3 separate regions of the Mus musculus genome follow, and all the other regions are linked to region 1. The links are chromatin contacts, called in public promoter capture Hi-C maps. All regions are on one chromosome and are shown on one strand. The core of a region is the stretch at or near the end of the contact, and the rest is flanking DNA. Distances in the headings are between cores, read along the strand shown.

Region 1 (4,324 bases), core at 966-3,465:
TAAGGGGAGAAGGAAAACTCCGTCACGGTTCTTGCCCACGACCCATCCTGGCTGCCTCTGAGTAGACATTTTCGTAGCAGGTGGCAAGTAGTCTATGAATGCGCTTCTCAGCTGGCATCCATGAGCTGTTCAACAGGCAGTACTGCGGAGGAAGTGTCCTAGAGAAGTGTCTGAACCCGGAAAGGTATCTGCAGCCGCCCATTATAAACAAGTTACCCTTGTCCAGTAAGAGCCGCCTTCTGAAGAGCTGGGGTCATGCCACTGAAGTCTTGGACAAAAAAAAAAAGAGGCGACTCATCCCCACAGGGTTCTAACCCTCAGGAGGGGTCCCTTTTCACTGAGTGTGCAGCCTGAATTTAACCACTTGAAATACACCTCTGGTCCCTAGTCTTCCCACTGATTAAAGCTGACCAGACAAAGTGCTAAACTCGGCTCTGCTCAACTTTGAGAGGGCAAAAATCTTGGAAAAGTCTGGTTCCTCAGATGGCAAGGGTGTATGGTGCTTTCGAAAACAAGTACCCAAACTTTGAAGGACTCCAGACCAGGGGTAGGGGGAAAGGAAGTGAGAAAGTTTCCCGCCTTGACAAATTGAATTATTTTATATAAAACTTGGTTAAGCAGCTCTGCGGGCCAACAGCTTCTGGACTCTCTCTCCACTGTGAGCTCTAATGCTCCTCCCCAAATGTGGGTGGGTGGGGGTGGGGTGTCCAGACATTTTCTGGAGTCCCCAGAGGCCCGTCTCGCCTGCTCCCAGGGTCGATAAGCCCTTTTGACTTCAGGGGGAGCAAAGAGCTACCCAGCTTTCTCCACTGGGAGTGAACTCTTAAAGGGCCAGCTCAGGGACTTTGAACAACTACACGCACGCCCCCCCCCCTTGAGTTTGCCTTAATTAGGGGGTGGGCAAGTAGGATTGGGGGCCTGAGTTCACATCAAAACTGTCAAAGGAGATGGGGGGGGGGAGGACATGGAGAGAGGGTTGGAGGATTCAGGGGCAGGAAAAATTCAAATATCATAAAAAGAAAAGGGAACTTGAAGCCCAGAAGTCATTGTTTCCTTTATTTCAAAGGGGAAAAAACCTGCCTGATTCTCATCCTTTTGATTGATTAAGGCCCTGAATACCTCTCGGCCCCAGAGTGACAGTCCCTGAATAGACTTGAGGGAATAAAGAGCAGCGCAGAACGTGGGGCTGGCACGGGAGGGGGGTGTAAGGGAGGAGTGTTCGCTGGCACTTACCAAGTTATAAATAAAAGGCTAGGCACAATGGTACCTTCTCTAAGGACAGACAGTCTTTACAACACTCCTGGCGTCATATCCTGCTGGGGACACTTCAGCTCCTAGCCAAGACGTTGCTTCTTTTATTTTTCCAGCAGTTTAGTCTGAATGCCATAATAAATTCCTGAGAACAAACGCTGCACCCGGGCAAAACCTCAACATATAGATGCAAGTGCATCGGGGATGAATGTGTACGTGGAGATTTAAAGTCCCCGCTTCTCAGAAGGGTTTTTAAACCAAGAAAAGGAGCTGGCTTCCCCATTGCTTGCAACTTGGAGCCCAGGGGAGGCCTAACCTCTTCAGTCTCTGTCATGGCTATGCCACCTGTCTTTCATTCCCAGCCTAAGAAAGACAAAAGGACCTTCTGGGCACATCTTGGACTCTTCCTGAGAGATGCCTTTCTGGGAGGCTCACATAGGGAGCTCAGGCCCAGAGGCAGACCAGAGAAAGGAAAAGGAAACACATCCGGAATTCTCTGTGCCCCTTTCCAAATTTGCTCCACCGCCATCTCCGTATTAGTAATCCCGAAGCGAAATCCACAGGTGAAAAGCAGGGGCAGACAGAGGAAATAAGGGGCGGATATAGCAAGGTTTCCAGAGAAAGGCGGAAAGAGATTAGGACAGAGTAATAGAAAACCAAGATGATCAAGGCTGAATCTCATGTAGAGGGACAGGGACACCGCGAGCCTTTTTCCATCCTCACTGGCTCTTGCCACCCAAGCTGCCTCTCCTAGTTTCAACCTGTCCACCCTTCTCTTGAGAAAGGGACACAGAGCTAGTCCCCCTCTGGGTCGGCGGAGGCCTGGGGACCGTCAGGGATGGGAAGAGAAAGTAGCTTCTGTCGCCCAATCAGCGCGTGTCTTTGCCACCCGGGACGGTCTCCTCCTCGGCCAATCGCAGCTCAGGGCTCCTGATCAAGCTTTGGGTGAAAGAACTAATAAATGCTCCCTAGTCCGGATCCCTGCACTCGGTGTCACGACGGGAGGAGACTTGGGACGTGTTCCTGCCTCGTCACCACCCTCCCTCACCCGATCTTCGCGGTGCAGTGAGCACCTTTGCCAGTAGCCCCAGCTGAGGGGCCGATCTGCTAGACTCGCACCAAACTCGTCCGCCCTGGGCTTGGGATCCTGCACTCAAGGGACTCCTCTGGAGCCTGTGGACTTGGATCTATTAGCGCCCCCCTCCCCGCGCCCCGCCTCCCTCTCTGGCCTTTTTTGGGGGAGGAGCTCTCCGAGATCCGGAGAGTTCCCGAGGGTCACCCGCCGCACTGTGCTCGCTTTTTCGTCTCGCCTTCACCTGGATATAATTTGCGAGCGAAGCTGCCCCCAGGATGACCACGCTGGCCGGCGCTGTGCCCAGGATGATGCGGCCCGGCCCGGGGCAGAATTACCCACGCAGCGGCTTCCCGCTGGAAGGTATGTTAGGGCCTCAGCTCGTCCGGATCCCCGGGCCTGGGATTGGCTGCCGCACCCCAATCCTGGTCTCCAGGGCCTCCACTCGTGCCTTACCGGGAGCCTCTTCCCGTGGTACTTCTCAACCCAAGAAGCAAAAGTGGGGAGGGGGTTCTCGTGGAGAGCGGGAGAAGCCCCATTTCACGTTCTGGCTGCAAACGGAGTGCTAAGCTCACTACAAGCTCTCGGAGCTTGCCTGGCCTGCTCCTGCCGGCTCCACTTTGCCCTGTTGTTTCGGAATTGCTGCCGTGAGAAAGGTGAACAAGCTTCGCAGCGCCGGAAGCAAGTTCTCTTTCTGTTCACCTAAAGTTGCTACGAAATTGTGCGGGCTGCGTTCACTTTTGAATAACTACTATTAGTTCGGCAAGAATTTTCCTGCTGTGAAAAATTCTGGTGGCCCTTCCTAGTTGAAAAGTTTTAGCATTGATTAGCAAATTCCACTCAACTCAAGTGGCATCTCGAAGTTTCTAAAATGGTTGGCAATGCCTTTCGGTTTGCTTAAAGGTGCTGGGAAATTTCGGGGAGGTAGAAATTACTGCAAACCCGAACCCGACCAAATAATTTGGGAAGTAAAAGCAGGAGACTGGGGTTCTGGAGGAGCCCTTCGACCTCGATCCAGAGTAAAACGTGACGTGCAAGGGCGGTCATTTCGGCAGTGGTGTCCACAGCTAGGCTCGCTGCCATTTTTATTTTTTAAGTGTAACAGGTGATACCTGCTGTCACCTGTGTCTCCTTTCGGGAGCCTCCCCAACCCTTGCCTACTATACCCTTATCGGGACCTCTGCCTTCTCAGGACTTTGAGGCAGTTATCGCAAGACATTTTAGACATCAGTCCTAGGTCTCCCTCCAACTTGCAGCACAGCCCCCCTCCCCCAAATAAAAGAGAAAATACAGTTTCTCTACAGCCAGTTACCTCATTCCGATCGCTCAATTTCCAAAAGATTATATGACCTTGCATCGGGTAATTATTTGAATAAATAGAACCTTAAGGGTCCGGGACTGGGAGCCCAGAGCTTGGTGGTTTGTGTTTTAACTGTCACAGGCAAATTGGCCAGAAGGATGCAGAATTAGGTTCTTTTTGCTGCTTTCTATTCTTCCTAAATGACTTTCTCGGGCTCTCTCCTTTCGCCATCTCTTCCCAGTGTCCACCCCTCTTGGCCAGGGCCGAGTCAACCAGCTCGGAGGAGTATTTATCAACGGCAGGCCTCTGCCCAACCATATCCGCCACAAGATAGTGGAGATGGCCCACCATGGCATTCGGCCTTGCGTCATTTCTCGCCAGCTTCGCGTGTCCCATGGTTGCGTCTCTAAGATCCTGTGCAGGTACCAGGAGACAGGCTCCATCCGACCTGGTGCCATCGGCGGCAGCAAACCCAAGGTGAGCCCGGGACCTGGTTTCGTGGACTTAGGGCCTGTGATCCAGCGGGTCCAGAGTGGGCGCGTTCTAAAGAGAGCAAGGGACTTTCAAAGGGCGCTAGTTTTCAAATCTAGGAAGGAGTGTGTGTGTGTGTGTGTGTTTGTGTGTGTGTGTGTGTGTGTGTGTGTGTGTGTGTGTAGAACTCAGTTGTTATGGTTGGTGGTGGTCCTTCTACACTGAAAAGG
Region 2 (4,324 bases), core at 859-3,358, about 15 Mb after region 1:
CCCTGTCTCAAAAATTAAAAAAAAAAATGCATTAAAAAGTTAAACTACAACAAACAAAACCCTGAAATCTAAATTACCTGTCTACCAGTAGGAAATATGAGAAGCAATTATAATCATAACAATGGCCCAGCCATGTTTAAAAAGACCATTTTAATTCAGTGTCAGTTCCTTCATATAACACTAGCAACTAATTTTCACCTTTGCTTTTTTTTCCTTTTGGGTTATCCATGCTATGCTGGTTTCCCGATGGCGACAAGCATCCTGGACACTTCCATTGGGTCCTAATAAAATAATAATAGCTAACCGTGAGCACTTAATCTGAGCCAGGCATGCTGTCAGCAGCTTCAAATGCATTATCTTATCAAAAGATAGGAGGCAACCCGAGGTTTAGAATAAGGAAGGATATTGTTCCAGGTCTCACACCAAAAACAGGGTGGCTGGTGAAACTGAGCAAATGGTGCTTCAGTTCCTTAACATCTAGACATTTTTTAATAGAAAAATAGAATTTAATAGAATAATTTTTAGAAAAAAAATGTTTTAATATTAGGTGAAAGCAAATAATTAGCAACCAAATTTGGTACACTATACAATTATCACTACTCTGAAAACAAAAAAGGATAAAATTAACATTTAGTTTAATTCCATCATTTATACCTTTTGAGTGTTGAAAGTACTTTGGTGACTTTAAGGTTATTTAGCATGAGACCATAGGAAGCAATAACATTTTTATATTACAACCCAATGCTCGAGAGTGCGCGCGTACACACACACATGCACACACACGCACACGCAGTTTTTAAAGGTTTCACAAAACAATACCCTAGCTGTATACATTCTGGCATTTTTTGTTATCTTAATTCATTTTTTAATGTTAGTCATGAATAACTACATCAGTCTCTCAATTGACCAACAGGTATGAAAAACAGTGCCCCAAATTATTAGGAAGAGTAAACAATATGTTATAGAAACCGGTTGCTACCCTGATTTCAGCTTTCTTCCAGCCAATGGGCTGGCTACTGCAGTGATACGTAATCAAATTTTCAACGAGTTTCTAGCTAGCATGTAACGCTTTGGTTTCAGACCATACAGAAAAAGTCCTCGATGTATTAAGTGAAAAGAACGAAAAATAAACACCCACACTTATGTAAAACACGCACATGAAGCAAGTACATGAACGTATACATTCTCAAAAAGAAGGGGCTGATAATCTGAAATTGTTAATGGACTCTCTCTAGTGGATGAGATTTGCTACGGGCTTTCTCCATGCCCCTCGCCGCCCCTCGAAGCATATAACTGCAGCAAAAACAAATACACGTATTTAAAAAAAACAGTATCATTTGGGGACGAAAACCGTTTTTAGTGCCTTGCGACCTGCATCTTTTCTTTTTCTTTCCCGAGCTACCCATAACTGTCGTCAGAAAACCGTAGAACCTGGAAAGGGCCTTCTTGGGAGCAAGTAAAGACGACGATGGCGTCTCTGACCAGCTCTACACAACTGTTGCACGACGGCAGCAAAGCGATCGGTAACACGCACACACTCACACGACCCAGCATCGACGGTCCCCAGCAAAACTCCGCGGCGGGGAAGGCCGGGGACCGAGCGCGCAGGCAACGCGGCGAAGGGGGTGTGTGGACAGGTGGCGCCGAATGCCTCGCGCGGCCCGGTCCGCCCGCCGCCCGCCGCCCGCTGCCCGCCCTGGCCTCTCCCGCGTCCCTGCCGCCACCAGGGCTCACCTCCTCCCTCCGCCGTGCCCCGCAGCCGCCCCGGGGCTGCGCGCCGTGAGGCCGCCCGAGTCCGTCGCGGCGAGCGCGGGAGTCCGGACGAGCCGTCCACGCCGCCCCCGGGCAGGAAGCGGGTTTCCCGGCCCGCACACCGCCACGGCCCGCCCCGCCACGGCACTCACCTCCGTGGATGCCTCCTGCTCTCCTTCCGGGCCGCTGCGGGCCGCGGCCGGCCTGGGCGCGCTGCCCGCCGCTTGGGTTCCGCCGCGCCGCGAGGACCCCCGAAACGTCCCGAAGCCGCCGGGCCCCGGGCCACGCCCGCCCGGAACGGAGGAGCGGAGCGGAGCGGAGCGCGTGTCGCTCGACGCGGGCTCCGAGTCGCGACTGGGCTCGGGCTGGCACGGGCTGGCCAAGGCACCGCAGCCCCACTGCAGCTCTGACGTCAGCGAAGGTGCGAACACTGGGCCCCTTCTGACGCACGGCCCGGCGCCGCCCCCGGCCCCCGCGCCAGCCCCCGCCGCTGCGAGCCCCTTCCTCCCGCTCTTAAAGCGCACACTTCCTGCAGGCGCCGCCCCACGCGCCCCCCGCCCGAATCAGAGCTTGGGGTTTGGGGCTTGGGACCGGGACCCAGAGCCAAGCTTCAGCTTTTGGAGAAGTTAAGTCCCAAGTGACCAGATGAAAAATGGCTCGCGAAGCAACATGTGAATTCGGGCAAGGAGAATGGCGTTCAAGGGGTTAATGAAGAGCTTGGTTGCCCAGAGTCTGCAGTGAGGTGCCTCAACCAAAAGCTGCTTTTCAAAGACCCGTTTACTCAGGGCTAGACACTGTTTTAAGGTTGCTATCGCGTTCTGCGTTTCACTGCTGAAGGGTAACTGTAAAATGAGTCCAATGAGCCCCCTTTAACAAAAGGGGAGACCCGGGTTCCTTTAAAGAGACAAGGTATTCAGACTTCTAATAAGCACAAGAAAGGGTTACGAAAATTAACAAATATCTGTTTGCCCTCAAGTACATTCACTGCCCTATCTTCTACAAAAGCAGTAGTGAGCAAAAACCAAGTGCTATGGGGAGACACAAAGCTAAATCAGTTACTACTGAATATGTACTAAGAGTCTGTGATGAAGAAAATAATCGTTACCTAAAATAAGAACAGCCTCTGAAAGCTATATTTCCTTCACACACACACATCCTTTTCTTTTGCAGACAGGGTGTTCACTAAGTAGCTCAGGTTGGTCTCAAACTCTTAATTCTCTTGCTTTGCCCTCCTAAGTGCTTAAAGTACAAGTACCGCTCAAGGCTAGGGAGCCATGCTTTATGTAAAAGTATTCGTGGTGCTGTTGGCACGGCCTTTCTGGAGACTCATCCCAGCCACTCAACACACAACACATTCCAGCCAAACCCTGATGTATATATTCCCAGTCTCTAGATTTCTTGTAAAACACCAAAAATACAAACGTCTTTAAGAGAAATGTTTTACACTTGTCAGCCTTGGAATTATCGACGAAACCCAGTCACGAATTAACCCTTTTCTCCTGACATAACTGTATTTCAGCTAAAGCACACATTTTTTTTTTAATCTTCCCACTTCAACATCTCCAAAATCAGAATGCATCTTAAAAACTTGGGGCCTCTTGATTTTGTTGGCCAGATGGCAGTATTGCTACCACATACAAAAGATGTGTGCAGCTGTTTAAAACTGTTCTTGCTTCAAACGAGTAAAAATGCATTGTTTAATGAAACCCGCAACCCTACAAGGAAGGGAAGTATTAGACATCTCGCCATTCAAACTTGAAAACAACTTGCAAGCTTCTAGCTCAAGACAGCTCAAGCGCACAGGAACACACACACACACAATAAATGTGGAAAAGATTTCCTGGGGAAAGGGATGACTTTTTTTTTTTTTTTGAAAGGAGGATTTTTCTAAAACCAAAATCAGTTTCCCCAGCACTTCCGAGATGAGGGTGACAAGATGGGCTAAAATCTATTGCCTTGATGCCAGTACCCAGTTGCTCAGCAAGAACATTAGTTCTCAGTGCTTTGGGGGACCTGTGGCTGAACAGTGAAACGACAAGCCCCACTGGGCAAGGTGCCATGTTCCTGCAATCCCCAGCACCCAGAAGGCATGGGGATCTCACATGTGAGGCCAGCCTGAGCTACCCAGCAAGACTTTAACTCAACACACACACACACACACACACACACACACACACACACACTATAAAGCTAATCCAGTACTAAAACAAAAAGGAAAAAGTCCACCTTGAATATCTCTTTTTTCTTTTTCTTTTTTTTTTAACTGAGTCAAGCAGCCCACTTATAATCCCTTTTCAACTTTAATCAGAAACACTGAAGAGAGACAAGATGGCTTGGAGATCACCTGAAGTCACTGACTCCTACTTAGATCAAGAAGGTGCCAGCGCCAAAATTCGAGGGAGAGGTTGGGCTAGCTGCTTGAATGACTAAGATCTTGTGCATTACTAGCAGTTTAAAACATTTTAACTTATATCTATAATTTAAATATTATACGGAGAGTCAGTATGCATGTGTAGGTATGCCAGGCACGGAGCTCCTACAGCAAAAAGACCAAGTAGAGGTCAGAGACTGA
Region 3 (4,324 bases), core at 575-3,074, about 12 Mb before region 1:
CCCACAGACACCTCCTTCCCGTGTATCCCAAAGAGAATTAATTTCCCCTCACACTGCCTAAGCCATCTCGAGTTCTGGGCGTGAAGTGAAGGGATGCAACACAGGCAGCGCCCTAATGAATTCCTTTCAAACCGCCTGCTGCCGAAACCATCTATTACTGCGGCCCGGAGAGGGGAAAGGCGTTTGAGATGTCTTTGTCCGGGTGATGGAGGGGAGGGGAGGGGACACTGGTGGGGGAGGAGGACGGCTGGCAGCCGGGCCAGCGAGTTTTCTTCTGGCCAAGAGATGCAAAGGACTCATCGTCCCCTCTTACCTCTCTGGGTGGGCAGTTGCTCTCTGGCAAGATTCTTGGCCCGAGAAGATCTCTAGGATTGAGACGTCCCCGGGGGACCTTGGGGTTAGAGCGGGAGAAAGAGGAAGACCGAGAAAGAAGAGCTTCAAAGAATCGGGTCGATAAATTCATAAAGATCGATTTATCTTTATCTCCCAATTAAATGTGCTTGTGATACATAACACACGTCCAACATGAGCCAACTCCCCAGCCAGAGCTCTTCCGGGTGAACTGATTTTTTAATGACCTATATAACAATGCCCTCCTTTGCTCCTTGGCCTGGTGCTGTCAGCAGTTCCGAAAGGACGTCTAGACCAAGGAATCTGAAGAACAGGCAGGGGGACCCGAGGAAGCCCAACGCGCTTGGCAGGATCTGCCTTCGCCACGAAAGGATCCCATTTTAAAAGGAACACAAGATTTGAAAGTTTGTTTCAACATAAGAAAAGATGACCAGAAATGCCTACTTTCCTTTCGCCGCAATCCCTCCAATCTCCTAACCCCCAAATTCCCGGCTTTTTACCATTGTCGAGAACAGGGGAAATATCTTGAGGGACTCAGCTCCATCCAGCAGTCCGCAAAGGGGAACCGCGTGCCCAGGAGTCCTCGCGCTGCGCAGAGCCAGGGTGAGAGCTCCCTCCGTTGCCAACGTGCTTAATTAGTGCCTATTTACAAAACGCAGCTTTTATTTGAGCAAACATCATAAAGCTTTCATCAGGATAATCTCACGTTATACAATCCAGAGGCGTCGCAACCCCCCCCCCCATTCCTCCCTGAAGATGGAGCAGATAAAAGACTCGCTTTATTATCATAATTATCGTGGCTGTTATTTTGGTGTACGCTGGCAAAGTGGGTAAATAGGTGCGATGATTAAGAATGTCATGAAAAATGAGCAGGGATCGCTCACGGAGGGCCCAACCAGGAATGAGGGAGACCACCGCCGGCCGCCCCGCTGCCACCAGCGGGCCGCAAGCAACCATTCAGCTTCCGTGTCGTGTGAGCAAGGGCTGACAGGCCCAGGCGCACCTCTGGGAGCAGACCTGCAGAGGCAAGACCTTAAACGCTATCCGGAGACCTTGCCCGGACCCTTGGCACAACCAGAGCGCCCCTGGTTAAGGTGAGCATCACACAGGGTTCTGCTGTAGTAAAACACTCCCGGCCCATCGGTGGCGGGTGCCAGTTCCAAGCCGCCTCTCATGAGGCCTCCACAGGGATGCCAGGGACTCTAGGGTCTGAGTCGGGTAGGTAGCAAGGGTCCCTCTTAAGTTTGCTCCGCGCGGTGCAAAGGCTCCAGCTCCCAGGCCAGCACGCTCCAACCGTGGCGCCGGTAGCCCATTTGCGGCCCGCCTGGGTGAAGGGGGCGGAGCCCTAATTTCGCCCCGCCTTCCCCTGAATAGCAAATAGGAGTTGGTGCTCGGTCCCACGTGACACGAGCTCCGCTGGGCAGCTGGCAAAATGTGAATGAGAAAGAGGAGCGCGATTTAAAGGTGCTGGCGGCGCCCGCCAGAGACAAGTGCGCCGGCTTCGCGCGCTCCCCAGCCGCCCGTGGGAGACGACGGACTGCAGGACGGACAGACGGACGGACGCACGCACTGCTGGTAGCTGGGCCGAGACCTGCAGACGCGAAGCGCGCGCGTTCCGACGGGCTAGCAGCCGGGAGCGGTTCCGGCGAACGCGAGGTCCCCGGCGCCCTCTCCATCCCGGGCGCACGGCCTCATCGCGCTCGGTGGCTGCACCCGTGCAGGCCGGGTATGCTGCGGGTCCTGCACTGAGGGGCGGCGGCGGCGTCTGCGCTCTGGGCACCGCTCAGCCCCTGCCCGGAGTTCCCGGTGGTACTCCCAGCGTCCGGAGGGCTTCCAGGCGGCGGCGGGACACGGGGACTTTTCGTCTCTCCCTGGCTTCTCCCGAACGCGTCTATGAGCGCAGCGTTCCCGCCGTCGCTGATGATGATGCAGCGCCCGCTGGGGAGTAGTACCGCCTTCAGCATAGACTCGCTGATCGGCAGCCCGCCGCAGCCCAGTCCCGGCCATTTCGTCTACACCGGCTACCCCATGTTCATGCCCTACCGGCCGGTGGTGCTGCCGCCACCGCCGCCACCGCCTCCCGCGCTGCCCCAGGCAGCGCTGCAGCCCGCTCTGCCGCCCGCGCACCCTCACCACCAGATCCCCAGCCTGCCCACCGGCTTCTGCTCCAGCCTGGCGCAGGGCATGGCGCTCACCTCCACGCTCATGGCCACTCTGCCCGGCGGCTTCTCTGCGTCGCCCCAGCACCAAGAGGCGGCGGCTGCCCGCAAGTTCGCTCCACAGCCACTGCCCGGAGGCGGCAACTTCGACAAAGCCGAGGCGCTCCAAGCGGATGCGGAAGACGGCAAAGCCTTCTTGGCCAAGGAGGGCTCGCTGCTCGCTTTCTCTGCGGCCGAAGCGGTGCAGGCGTCGCTCGGTGAGTCGGCGGCGCGCGCAGCCGGAACGCGGGGACGGGAGGGAGTGGGGGCGGGCCAGCTCCGGGTTCCCGCCGAGACCCGGGGGACGAGGCCGCGCCCCCGCCCGACCTCTGCGGGAATAGCTGGAGGAGTTGCGGTGATGCCCACCGGAGCTTTCCAATGGGGCATTTAACGCCAAGCAACAAGCAGGATCCTGGGGAAAGGAGGCGTTTAGAGCTCTCCTGCTAGCTACTCCAGGCCACACATCTGGTGGCGTGTTTGGCACACACACACACACACACACACACACACACACACACACACACACGCTGTGATTATTGAGGGTCCTTGGTGTGTTGCAACCTTAAAGAGAGGCCTTATTGGGCTGGTTTTTTTCTTTTTTCAGTTGCATATGTACCCAATAGAGTCCAGACTCAAATATCTTCACTGGGTTCTCTGTTCATCCAAGAGAATCAGATTCCTGCGAGACTCTCTCTCTCTCTCTCTCTCTCTCTCTCTCTCTCTCTCTCTCTCTCTCTCTCTGTGTGTGTGTGTGTGTGTGTGTGTGTGTGTACATGCACGCACTAGGAACTCTAGGGTGGAAAACTTCTCCTAAGGAGACACAAATGATATGTCTCAAGAAAGCTGCGGGCTGGCATCGGCCCTACACCACTCACATCTGCTGTGAAATTGAGGCTCACTTAATTTTAGTTGTTCAGATGGTGGTGGGGAGGATCATGAACTCCCCCTTGGTCTTCAAACAGTCCTGGACCCCAGGGAAACAAAGGGGATATTCTCTTGGGCCTCAGGTCCGAGCAGCATCCTGATACTTAAGCTGTTAGAGGCTGGGAGGGTGAGCGGGAGACATGGCAGCCCCTTGAGTGATGGTTCTGGGCAAAGGGCCGTCGCCTCTACTGTCTCCTCCTCTCCTTTGAGCTTTTTCTCACGCTCCCCCCACCCCCTTCCTCAAAGGCCAGGAAATCGCAATGTGTTAATGTGGTAGAAAGACAATCTGCTGGGGGGAGATAGGGGTGAGGTGCCCAAGTGGGAAGGGACTGGGGAAGGCAGTGTTCAAAATGTAATAAAATGCCGTTTGGTTTTGCTTTCAGTCGGGGCTGTCCGAGGGCAAGGGAAAGACGAGTCAAAGGTGGAAGATGACCCGAAGGGCAAGGAGGAGAGCTTCTCTCTGGAGAGCGATGTGGATTACAGCTCAGATGACAATTTGCCTGGTCAGACTGCTCATAAGGAAGAAGACCCCGGCCACGCACTGGAGGAGACCCCGCAGAGCGGCGGTGCAGCAGGCAGCACCACGTCCACAGGCAAGAACCGGCGGCGGCGGACTGCCTTCACCAGCGAACAGCTGCTGGAGCTGGAGAAAGAATTCCACTGCAAAAAGTACCTCTCCCTGACCGAGCGCTCACAGATCGCCCACGCCCTCAAACTCAGCGAGGTGCAAGTAAAAATCTGGTTCCAGAACCGCCGGGCCAAGTGGAAACGTGTCAAGGCAGGCAACGCCAATTCCAAGACGGGGGAGCCCTCTCGGAACCCCAAGATTGTCGTCCCCATCCCTGTTCACG

The links. Promoter capture Hi-C pulls out the DNA fragments that hold promoters and counts their contacts.
Region 2: a promoter capture Hi-C map of second pharyngeal arch cranial neural crest shows a contact between it and region 1. The contact joins the promoter of Zdbf2 here to the promoter of Pax3 in region 1. A contact is called at or near these places in 4 of 39 promoter capture datasets (cranial neural crest, hippocampal neurons, maxillary cranial neural crest and 1 more), 3 of 484 Hi-C or Micro-C datasets (cerebellum, cerebral cortex and epiblasts) and 1 of 115 datasets of contacts at active chromatin or transcription factors (astrocytes).
Region 3: a contact with region 1 is called in a promoter capture Hi-C map of second pharyngeal arch cranial neural crest. The contact joins the promoter of Gbx2 here to the promoter of Pax3 in region 1. A contact is called at or near these places in 2 of 39 promoter capture datasets (cranial neural crest and second pharyngeal arch cranial neural crest).

What each region holds. Positions count from the first base shown.
Region 1 is chr1:78,195,027-78,199,350 of GRCm38.p6, reverse strand. Pax3 (paired box 3) reads left to right here and starts at 2,215. Exons shown (of 8, transcript NM_008781.4): 1 at 2,215-2,686; 2 at 3,865-4,100. The coding sequence starts at 2,602. RefSeq lists cis regulatory regions at 886-1,108, 1,264-1,496, an enhancer at 886-1,496 and a promoter at 661-2,651.
Region 2 is chr1:63,271,053-63,275,376 of GRCm38.p6, reverse strand. It overlaps Zdbf2 (zinc finger, DBF-type containing 2), which reads right to left and starts at 2,108. Exons shown (of 7, transcript NM_028673.1): 1 at 1,905-2,108; 2 at 199-281. It overlaps Gm11608 (a long non-coding RNA gene), which reads left to right and starts at 2,121. Exons shown (of 3, transcript XR_865482.2): 1 at 2,121-2,173.
Region 3 is chr1:89,928,676-89,932,999 of GRCm38.p6, reverse strand. It overlaps Gbx2 (gastrulation brain homeobox 2), which reads left to right and starts at 1,824. Exons shown (of 2, transcript NM_010262.3): 1 at 1,824-2,767; 2 at 3,857-4,324. The coding sequence starts at 2,245. It overlaps LOC102637806, which reads right to left and starts at 925. Exons shown (of 4, transcript XM_030244408.1): 1 at 852-925; 2 at 314-391. The coding sequence starts at 895.